Linked DNA regions of Rattus norvegicus: region 2 is linked to region 1. Evidence: chromatin contacts called from public Hi-C data. All regions are on one chromosome and are shown on one strand. The core of a region is the stretch at or near the end of the contact, and the rest is flanking DNA. Distances in the headings are between cores, read along the strand shown. Region 1 has its middle 220 kb from the start of Pitrm1. Region 2 has its middle 330 kb from the start of Klf6.

Evidence for each region. Hi-C and Micro-C count contacts between places; a contact is called where the count stands out from the background.
Region 2: a contact with region 1 is called in a Hi-C map of frontal cortex, with 2.0 times the contacts expected there. The contact joins two enhancer-like sites.

What each region holds. Positions count from the first base shown.
Region 1 is chr17:68,954,664-68,960,215 of GRCr8, reverse strand. No RefSeq gene overlaps it. Among named protein-coding and RNA genes, the nearest start is that of Pitrm1, 220 kb to the right of the region's middle. Within about 2 kb of position 2,900, at least 14 of the 93 cell types and tissues checked have an H3K27ac peak or open chromatin away from gene starts, as enhancers often do.
Region 2 is chr17:69,124,568-69,130,119 of GRCr8, reverse strand. No RefSeq gene overlaps it. Among named protein-coding and RNA genes, the nearest start is that of Klf6, 330 kb to the left of the region's middle. Within about 2 kb of position 2,034, at least 9 of the 93 cell types and tissues checked have an H3K27ac peak or open chromatin away from gene starts, as enhancers often do.

The DNA.
Region 1 (5,552 bases), core at 1,651-4,150:
ACTGTGGCCAGGCGCTGGGCATCAAGGATGGAAATAGAGGAGTATGACGAGTAAGCATCTCTGGGGGAGGGTAACACCACACACAGTGACACGCAAACAAATGTAAAAATGGATAAATGCCAGCTAACGTACATGTGACACAGTAAGCTATAATGTGCCGAGAGTGAATGCCTCTCTGCCTGCTGGTGGAGCAAGAGCAGCACCAGATGTGGAAATCCTAGGTTTGACTTTTTTTTTTTTTATTAACTTGAGTATTTCTTATATACATTTCGAGTGTTATTCCCTTTCCCAGTTTCCGGGCAAACATCCCCCCCCTCCCCATCTTTATGGGTGTTCCCCTCCCCATCCTCCCCCCATTGCCGCCCTCCCCCCAACAATCTAGTTCACTGGGGGTTCAGTCTTGGCAGGACCAAGGCCTTCCCCTTCCACTGGTGCTCTTACTAGGATATTCATTGCTACCTATGAGGTCAGAGTCCAGGGTCAGTCCATGTATAGTCTTTAGGTAGTGGCTTAGTCCCTGGAAGCTCTGGTTGCTTGGCATTGTTGTTCATATGGGGTCTCGAGCCCCTTCAAGCTCTTCCAGTTCTTTCTCTGATTCCTTCAACGGGGGTCCTATCCTCAGTTCAGTGGTTTGCTGCTGGCATTCGCCTCTGTGTTTGCTGTATTCTGGCTGTGTCTCTCAGGAGCGATCTACATCCGGCTCCTGTTGACCTGCACTTCTTTGCTTCATCCATCTTGTCTAATTGGGTGGCTGTATATGTATGGGCCACATGTGGGGCAGGCTCTGAATGGGTGTTCCCTAGGTTTGACTTTTGACTACAGCTCTATAGGATGACCTACATCATGGGGAGACACCAGCTGAAAGGAACGAGACTGCAAACTAGCTTTACAACTTCCTATTATTCCATGACTATACTCACACAAAGAATACCCTTAAAGTCAAATTACAAAGACATTAGGGTAGATATCCAAAAGGATGATAATAACAGCCCTGTGTAAAAATCCACTAGGGGCTGGTGAAATGGCTCAGCCGGAAAAGACACTTACTGCCAAGCCCGAGGACCTCAGTCTGATCCACAGGACCTATATGGTTGAAGGATAGAACCAACTCCTGCAAGCTGTCCTCCAACCTACATACTTGCACCATGGCAAATGCAAGCTCTCACGCAAATATCAAACATTAATTAATTAATTAATTATCTTACTTATTTAAAACAGAAGGCTGCAGAGATGGCTGGGCAATTAAGGGTGCTTGCTTTTGCCAAGTGTGCAAATTCCGATCTCAACACTTGTAACCACCTATAACCCCAACTCCCAAGGATCCAACTCCTACTGGCCTCTGTGGCCTTCTGTACTGCGGGCAAGATCTACATGCAGAAGTAAACATATGCACATATTTAAAAACCATTTCAAGAAAGTCCATCTTTTTTTTTTCAGAGCTGAGGACCGAACCCAGGGCCTTGCGCTTGCTAGGCAAGCGCTCTACCACTGAGCTAAATCCCCAACCCCAATCCATCTTAAAAGTAAAAATTCATTGGACCAAACTGATGTAATGGGTTCCCATTCTTCCTGTGACTTCCTTCCTTCACTATTTAAATTTTGCTGAAGTTTGAAAAGTACTAAGAAACAGCAGAATGGCTTGTTTTATTTTATTTTAACAGTAACTATAAATAATTTCAGGGCATGTTCTCCGTCCCCAAAGCCCACCAGGAATTAAGCTAGGACTTCTCAGGAGATGATGTCCAGAGTCAGTATTGTGGGACAGAATACCTGCCCATCTAATTGCACGCTGTTCTGTCTGGTTTTTCTCTTTGGTTGATTTCCATGAAGAAGGTCACGTGTTCTCACCCTAAGACCTCCAGGCATTCTCAGCTGTCACTTGTGAACAGCTTCTTCCTCCCTCTGCTCTTGCCACATGATGGATGCTGGCAGCTTTTCACTGTTGTGCTGGCAGCCCCAGGCTGTGAAATCAGATGAGCAAATGACCTGAAATGTGACACACCTGGCAAGAGACAAAGGGCACATTTTCCACTAAGTGTTAAAATACTTACCAGAGCTATGGGTCTACTTTTGAATGGTGACAAGTTGCAGAAGTAGAATACAAATGACACCATGTATACCATATATTCTGAAAAACAGGCATTCTTCCTACTCTAATTTTACATGACTTTTTAAAATGTATTGATTATTATTATTATCATCATCATTATTATTAATTGTTATTTTCTTAGTAGTTTCACAGCAGCAGTACAGACTGGGCATGTAGCTCAATTATCAGAATGTTCACCTAGCATTCATGAAGCCCAAGATTCACTCTCCACTGCCACATGAAGCAAGGCTGGTAGCACATGGCCTGGATGTGATTCATGCAACTTAAGAGGTGGAGACAAGAAGACGAGATGATCAAAGTCATCCTTAACTACTTAGTGTGTTCAAGGCTAGCAGGAGATGCATACGATTCTGTACATGCATTATTATTTTGATGTTGCTATAAAATTCATCTACAGTAACCATAGTAATAACAATGCCCCACCTCTGGAAATTTGAGAAGAGAGATGAAGAGATAGAAATAGGAATAAACCCAGCAAACCATGGTGGGGGACTCCTTGTAATTTTAGAAGGAAGGGGAATATAGGAGAATACTTTGCATCTAAACGATTAGCATCCAAGTCGTAGCAAGATAATGAATGTGTCTCACATCTTTCAATGGGTAATAGAAAAATAGATTTTCTCGGATCAACCTGGAAGACCCTGTGTCACTAGCTCACACAGATTCTGCAGTCGACACCTCCAAGCACAACGTGCCATGATATAATTACCTCCTGCACAAGGCAGCCCTTGGGAACTCAGTTGGTGCCAAGCACAGAACACCAGCAGACAGACATATGGTCCTCCCTCTCCCTCTGTGATATTTTTATTCAGGAATTTCTGTGCAGGCCCTGGGTTTTGGCTGCTGCATTCCTGAATCTGTCTTGTGAGGCCTCTTTGCTCACAGTAACTCATAGAAGCTGCCTTTCGAACATAAGAAAAAAAAATGATTCATAAATGAACCAAATAGATTCATTTAATGGACCTGGCCCAAGGGATATCGAGCTCGTTTTATGAGCAAATTTAATGAATTGTAATGAATGTCCTCATTTGAACATGGGGTGTGTGTGTGTGTGTGTGTGTGTGTGTGTGTGTGTGTGCCACAAAGGTATCACAATGCTTGTCATCCCAGCCTCATATGGGAAGGTACAAGAGGGAAGATCTTCATAAGGAATGCTTGGGAAGGTAGAATTTTAGATAGTTAAGTATTACATATGGATTTTAAATAGGAATAATGAGAGACATAAATTTAATACACATGACCTCCAAAGTAGGAGTCAGCAAAGAAAAACAAATAACGTGTACCAAAGTATTATATGCTTCTTACAAGCTTTCTAGTTTCCAAGTGGTTTTTTTAATCCATTAAAGGAAAAAAATTCTTGTCTGTCCTGGTAGTTCATGCATGTAAGCTCAGCACCCAGGGTTAAGGTAGAAGGATTGCTATGGGTTCAAGTCCAGCTGGAGTAAGCCTGAGCCATACAATGTAGAAGACATGTCTCAAGACAAAAGAAGCAAAAAGGTAGGCTAGAGGTGCTTAAGTGTGATCGGATTGCACTATATAGGCCTGTATCAACACTATGTCTAAAGTTCAAAACATAATATGTTATTACAAACAGAAGGGGAAGAAGAAAGAAAAGAGTGCCAATACACATGCAATAAAAATATTATTTTTAATTTAAGAAGAGTTAAACGAATGGAAAGAATGTCTTCCCTTTGGAACTGAATCACAATGTCTACTCCTACTGAAGGCTTCCCCAGTGTCCCCACCACCATCATCTTCAAATATCTGCATTCCTTCAGCATGGTGGTCTGTGACTGTCATCAGCTGAAATGACACACACACAGCCAAATCAGGGATTCATACAATAACCTACTTCACTGAACCAAGTGTCCATGGAGGAGATCAATAAGGATTCATGGCACAGTGAGTTTTATGGGTGGCAGTGACAGAACAGCCTGGAGCAAAGTCATTTCTCCACCTTAAGGGAACATCAGAGTTTCCAGAAGTCATACCTGACCTGCAGCCTGATGGAGTATGCGTCATCTGTGGATGAGTTCAGTACCTTCTCCATCCTGTTCTGTGCCTTAGGAAGCTGAGTACTGTGATAAATCACCTTCATGGACTCCCAAGATTCTGGTGATCCCCACTAATGGAACAAGATGTTGGGAAGACCTCTTGCCTCTTGCTCTTGCCCTCTTCCACTTTTCTCCTTTGTCCCTTCTCTCCCCATTCCCTTCCCCCCTTCCCTCCACGTGCTCATGGCCGGCATTTACTCCTCTCCTCTTCTACTCTTCTTCTCTCATAAAACCTTTCCATGTGGAAAAAAAGATGTTGGGAAGAGAAGGTGGCCAGATTTTCATTCCCTGCTCCAGTGCAAGGCTGACCCTTGGTGCGCTCCAATTCTTTAGTGCTTCTGTGACTGTTTAAGGACCTTGAGCTAGGAGTGCATTGTCCAACACCTGATAGTTACATAGCTGTGGTGGGCTACCTTTTTATACAATGGAGACAAAACCTAGCCAAGATCCAAAAAAGACAAATAAGGGCAGATGCTGGAAAGGAAGAGGGACGAGGTCACTTACTGCAGCTTCAAAAAATGCTAGTCGATGTGGGCATTTTCAAATATGCGGGGTGGGAAAACAGGGAGTGGGAAGTGGAACACAGTCAATAAGTGTGTAGACACCATGATGAAGGGGTGAGGATGAGAAACTGACCCAAAAGATGAAGAAAAGATGAGCTGTGTGAGAAGAGAGGAAAGTGTCAACATTTGAAGAAAGCCAGTCTGTGTAGAAAAACTTTATACTGACAAGCCAATCTTGACTGAAGGCCTTGCTTCAAAGAAAGAAAAACAAAATATAATTTTCAAAAAACCGACAAAACCCTTTCCCCATTAAGTATTGAAACAATTTTAAATAAAATGGATTGACATGAGGGTCTACCAATTCCATTTTGACCACTGAAGCAGGTAAGCTAACTTCAGGTCTTTACTTCCTAAATTCCTGGAGTCTAATCCCCCATCACCATCCCCAGTTTTGAAGCAGACTACCTGCTGAAACCTCTCCTCATTCTCTGCCTCTGTTTCAGGAAATTAAGTAAATCCTGGTAAAATACTGATTTGATCTCTCCTGTGGAGCCTCTGAATGCCTCCTTCTTAGCCCATCCCCATTCCTACATGTCAGCTCCCAATAACTAGAAATGCATTTAACTTGGAACCCCTAGTGGCCACATCATTAGGATCCCAGAAGAATTTTCTACCAGGCAACACATAGCCCCTCTCCCACAATCAGAGAGGGTGACAGAAAGTAAGGAACCAAATAAAGTTAACAAAGTGGAAACCAGATATCGGCAACAAGAATTATATTCTTTCCACTCCCAGATGCACAGATACTAAGATAAAAACACAGTCAATAATAACTCCAGGACAATCTGTCTACACTAGAGCCCAGCAACACTAGCACAGCAAGCG
Region 2 (5,552 bases), core at 785-3,284, 170 kb before region 1:
CAATTAGAATCCTAATGAACAGTTATAAATAACTAAAGGAGCAATATTTTGGGGCTAAGGTTATATAACATAGCACTTGGTTAGAATTAAAAATTAATAGGCGTCTCATCAGGCCTTGTAGTCCAGGCCAGGAATCTCAGCTACTCAAGAGTTTGAAGCAGGACATTGGCCAGTTCTAAGGGACCTAGGCTACATAACCAAGGCAACCCAGTGAGACCCCATCTCAGAAGACTGTGTAAAATGAACTGGGGAGAAATGGCTTAATAGTAGGATACTTACCTGGCATGCACAATGTTCTAAGTTTAATTCTCCTGCCGGTTCATTAATACAAAGCAGTCTATTGGGGCTGGAGAGTTGGCTCAGCAGCTAAAAGCACTGGCTGTTCTTTAAGAGGACCCAGGTTAATTTCCTAGCACCTATATGGGGCTTTCAACAGCTCTCTACAACTTCAGCTCTAGTGGATCCAACAGTCTCTCATAGACATACATGCATGAAAACACCAAATCATATATTTAAAAAAAAACACACAATCTGTATCTCAGCTTAAATGGACCATGTCCAAGGGACTTCCCAAATGGCCCACATTGGGCACACCCATCATCAATATTGGTACAGCTTACGTAAGAAGTACCCTCCTCCATCAATAGCAGGTGACTTAAAGTATTTTTTCCTACGTGGTGACTCTATTTGGAAAGGTGCTGGGAATACTAGAAGTTAGCACTTTGCTGAAAGCAACGGGTCATTGCACGAATACATTTGAAGCTTTCACTTGGTCCCTAGATTTTTTTTCCCTCTCTTTGCTTCCTGTATACCATGAAACAAGCTCTTGCCATCGTGATGCTGTAGGTCAGAATGAACAGAGCCCATACATGAGTGCCTCGGCAACCATGAAATAAATCCTTAAGATGCCTATGTGAGGCATTTCTCTGCAGCAATCAATATTGATAACATCATTATGTTACTATTTTATCTCCTCCAACTGCAGAAAGGTCTAGAACACATGTATGAGTACGCATGGTGCATATGAGACAGAGATAAAAATAATGAGGTTTGTAGTTTACTTATTTGTGGTACTGTACTTCTAATCATTTTTTTTAAAGTGTATTCAATGGTTGGTCCATGAGAGATGGCTCAATGGTTAAGTGTGGGTTCACCTCTTATGGGGAATTTGAATTCAGTTCCTAGCATCCATGTGGAGTGGCTCATAGCTGACTATAGGTCCAGTTCCAGATGATCTGATGGCCACTCCTGATTTTCACAGATATCTATATTCACGCGTGCATGTCCTACCACATAGACATGGTTAAGAGCAAGATAAATATTTTAAAAAGTAAACTCCTAATTAGGTATATAATGTTATGTGTTCATAAACATAAATAAAATGCACTGTAAACAGATGATCAAGATTCTCCACAGAGGGACTGACCTGCATCCTTTGAATTTTTATAAGGACACTGGAATGTTCACACAATGAAATCACCTAATGGATTCTTTCCCATTTACTCTTGTTAAGCAGCACACACCTGCAGGTAAATTATGCCCTTCAGGTCAGCCGTGGTCCATTTAATGGGTCCCAAACAACTGATGTCTATTCTCTTTCTGGCTCCAGAGACAGAAAGACTTCCATTTTAGACGAGATTAAACTATGAATCGCAATCCTCACGTTTTATTCTTGCACACGTTCTCTCACTTCCTGTTGGTAAAAGCGCGTTTTAAAATTTAACTCGTGTTTATGGTTCACCACCCTATAGCTCCGTCTTCATTTGCGCTTGACATCTCACCAAGTTGCATTTGAAAAGGCTGAGCAGAGCTCAGAAGCCAGAGGACATCTGCCAAACCCAAAGAGAGAGCATCAGTCTGGGAGTAAAGACAGTCATGTTAAAGGTAGACTCAAAGAATCCACCCGAGGAGCAAATAACAGATTCGTCAGCGCAAAATAGACTTGTGAGAAACTAATTGCTACAGATTCTATCATGCCCAAAATAAAGCATGGAGAAATATCATGAGCATACTGTAATGCATAAAATCTTGACACTCATGATAAAATACTCAAAATACACACTGGAAGGATGGAGCTTGCCTGTAATGTTAAATTCTGCAAATTATTCCAAACAGCTAGCCATATTTGTGGCATCACATTGAGCTGGGTGTGAGAGGAAGAGAAGAAACAAAAATAGACATTGTTCTTCCTTTTAAAAGTAGAGCCCAGAAGGTGGGTTTGGAGCCACAGAGACGATGTGGGCGATGGCGGCCTAGAGTTATATACGAGAGCTGCAGAAATAAAAATGGCTGAGGGAAAAAAGAAACTTAGCCCAATGGCCCCTTACACTGGACCAGAATCTCACACCCCATGCCTCCCCAGCAAAGGTCATCTTTGGCAATTATCACAAATGACTGTTTATTGCTCAGTAGTTTGAAGGAGGCGGAGGAAAAACTGCATTCCACAAACTATCTCTGGAAAGGCCAGGATGACACCATAATTACTGGCCTTTCTCAGATCCTGCAGAGCTTTCTGAAGAATTATTTTTGCATAAACTCCTTGCTCATGGCAATTCCTGAACACATCAGTCCCCTTGCTATTATTTTCCTTGAATGGAGGAGTCCTGCTGGGTTAAGAGTTTACTGTAAAGCTTGCTCGGCAACCTTGGTGTGACTGTACTGTCATAAAGCAAATCCATGCTGGGGAGATGGCTTGGTTGATAAGGTGCTTGCCCTGTGAGCACCAAGACCTGACTTTGATCCCCAGAACCTGCATGGAAAGGTTGCATGTGATGTGACACATGTTTGCAAACCCGGTTCTGGGGAGGAAGAAACAGGAGGAGGCTCTCTGAGGCTTGCTGGGTAGTCCACCTAGCCTATTGGATGAGTTTTAGAACAGTGTTAGACTGTTAAAAGATGGATGGTATTTTGGCAATGATGCCTGAGATCATCCCCTAGCCTACACACACACACACACATACATACATACACACACACACACAAACACATGGAGGTGAACAGGCCTATGTCTACAGTGGGTTTCCTTATCTCAGCTCAGTTGTTCTCTGTTAATGGTACAGCATCCAAAGCACTGAAAAGGTGAGGGAGGAGACTCCGTACCTGCTGGATTTCAACCAGAATTATGCCAACAGTGAGGCCTTTGATATTATTGATGAGAAATGGATAGTAAGAGTAAGCCAGTGGTTTTCAAAGAGAGCCTCTGGTTTAGAATGAGAGCGGTCCCGTTCTGAGATGAGCATCAAGTGAAATGATGGGCTGGTATGACTGGGCCATACTTTTTAACATCAATCCTCTAATCAGAAGCTTCATGGATGGTGTGTGGAGAAAAGAAAAATGATGTAAGGACTGAGGGGAAATGGTGGAATTCTTCTGTGGTTTCAGTAGAGAAAGCAGAACGCATACTTGGTCTGTGGAAGACATCTGGTACAGCTTACTTCACACCTGGAAAGCCACTCACATCTTCTTCTCCCAAAAGTTCTGTAGAGCCATAAACCAGAGCGAAAAGGGCCAGTGGTTTGGAATGAACTAGACCCAGGGGTTTAGTTGGGGATATTTCTGTTTTACTTGCAAAGGTGTTGTAAAGGAAGTTAGTTCTACTCAGAGACCCTTCTAGAATATTTCTTTAGAGGTGTCACGGTACCCAAAATGTTTTCTTTCTCTCTAGCCTGCATGAGTAAAGGACCTTGAGCACAACAGTGTGGTGGTAACAGCCAGTTGCACGATTCCTGTTCCAAACCATTCACACAGAGAGAGACTCATGTACACACATATACACAGATGAATAAACACAATGTCATGTATGAACACATACGTGTGCTTACACATGTAAATACACACACACATGCGTGTGCATGCAGTAGTCACACCCAAGCCTATTTTTTTTTAATGGGAGCGACAGTTCATTGGTTGTGTAATATTGAGGACTGAACACAGGCCTTGGCGCATGCTAGGCAAGTGCTCTACCACTCAGCTTCACCCTTGATCTCACTAATTCTTGACTTTTTTTTCTTACACTCACCATTATTTGCTTCAGAGTGACTGTGTCTCTTCTTTCCTGGTCTCATAGGACTATCTGACTTTCCCATTGGAAATGACCCACAAAAATTTTAAGCTACTAGATGAGTATCCACTATTATCTTTAGTCACTTTGTCATGGGAACTTCTGGATGATGGTAAGGAATGTGAAAGCAGATGATGCAGGTAAATACACAATCCGTAAGTACCACAAGTCATTGTTTCCCTGTGCACGGTCTGACTCAATTGTTTACTTAATGGAGCCCAGGAAAGTCACAACCCAATTCTGCACACTGTCCTTGGTTATATGGGATGGATTGTTTTTAAGGTAACATCACAATAGTACCCATAGTTAGACATTTGGAAGAATAGTTTACTGAACGTTCTCTTCCCCCTTCACCATAAGATAATAATACAAATGGTCTCACACAGGCACTGTGATGTTTTAATAAGCTATCTCTGCCATCAGTTTTTTTTTCTGTAACCTCACATAGTAATTCATGGCAGGATTTTCTAGTTTGTGGGCAGGATTACAAACTTTATGCAAAAACAGTGGCAGGTTGCTACAGGTTGCAGAATTACACAGACAAGGCATGAGCATGCCTTTCAGGCTGATGCTTGCTAGAAAACTAAGAAGCAGGTGACAGCCAGAGGTCCGAAACTCTCCCCCCTTCTCTGCCTCTCCACCCATGACCCAGTAAACACTCAGCTCACACACTGCCTGGTGACTCTGGCCTTGGAGGGTAAGCGGTACAACGGTCACCTTTTCTCTTTCTCACCATTACCATTTTCCACATCCATTGGGAGATGACACATCATCATTCTTCGGTGCACTTTGTGAAATGAGAGTAAGTTCTCCACTTGAGTCTTCTGTCAAGTCCTGTTCACGAATAAGCTGAACTGCAATGTCTTTCACAGAAGATAAAATGAGGAATAAAGTCACCTTGGTCTAGGCTGCTGCAGAATTTCTGTCATGCCTACCCCTAACGTGCTCCCTTTGTAATCTAACAACTGTTTCAAGAATGTACACATAAGTCTATTATAAACAGATCCACTCATTCATTCTATTGTTTTATACATTAAACATTGTTGTGGACAGAACGTTGACCTTTTCTCTGCATTCATATATCGAAAATAAAACTCTCTGTGGGCCAAGAATGTGTCCCTATTTGGAGACAGGGCCTTTAAAGAAATGACCTTTTAAAAAGTCGGGTGGGCTCTAACTTCATGCAGTGGATAGCCTTACAAGAAGGGAAGCTTAGGAGCAAGTGAGGTAACTCAGAGGGAAAAGCATTTACTGACAAGCTGGACAGTCCAAGTCCAATCTCTAGAGCCCAGCTGATGGACAGAGAAAAGTGTTCTTATGTTGTGCTCTGGCCTCTGTATGCTCACCAGAGCATGTGTGCAGCTACCTCACCTCCGACAAATGAATAAATTTAAATGTTTTAAGGAGATTTGAATATATATATATACATACATATATATATACATATATATATACATATATTATTCAATGCCAGACAGTCATGGCACATGCC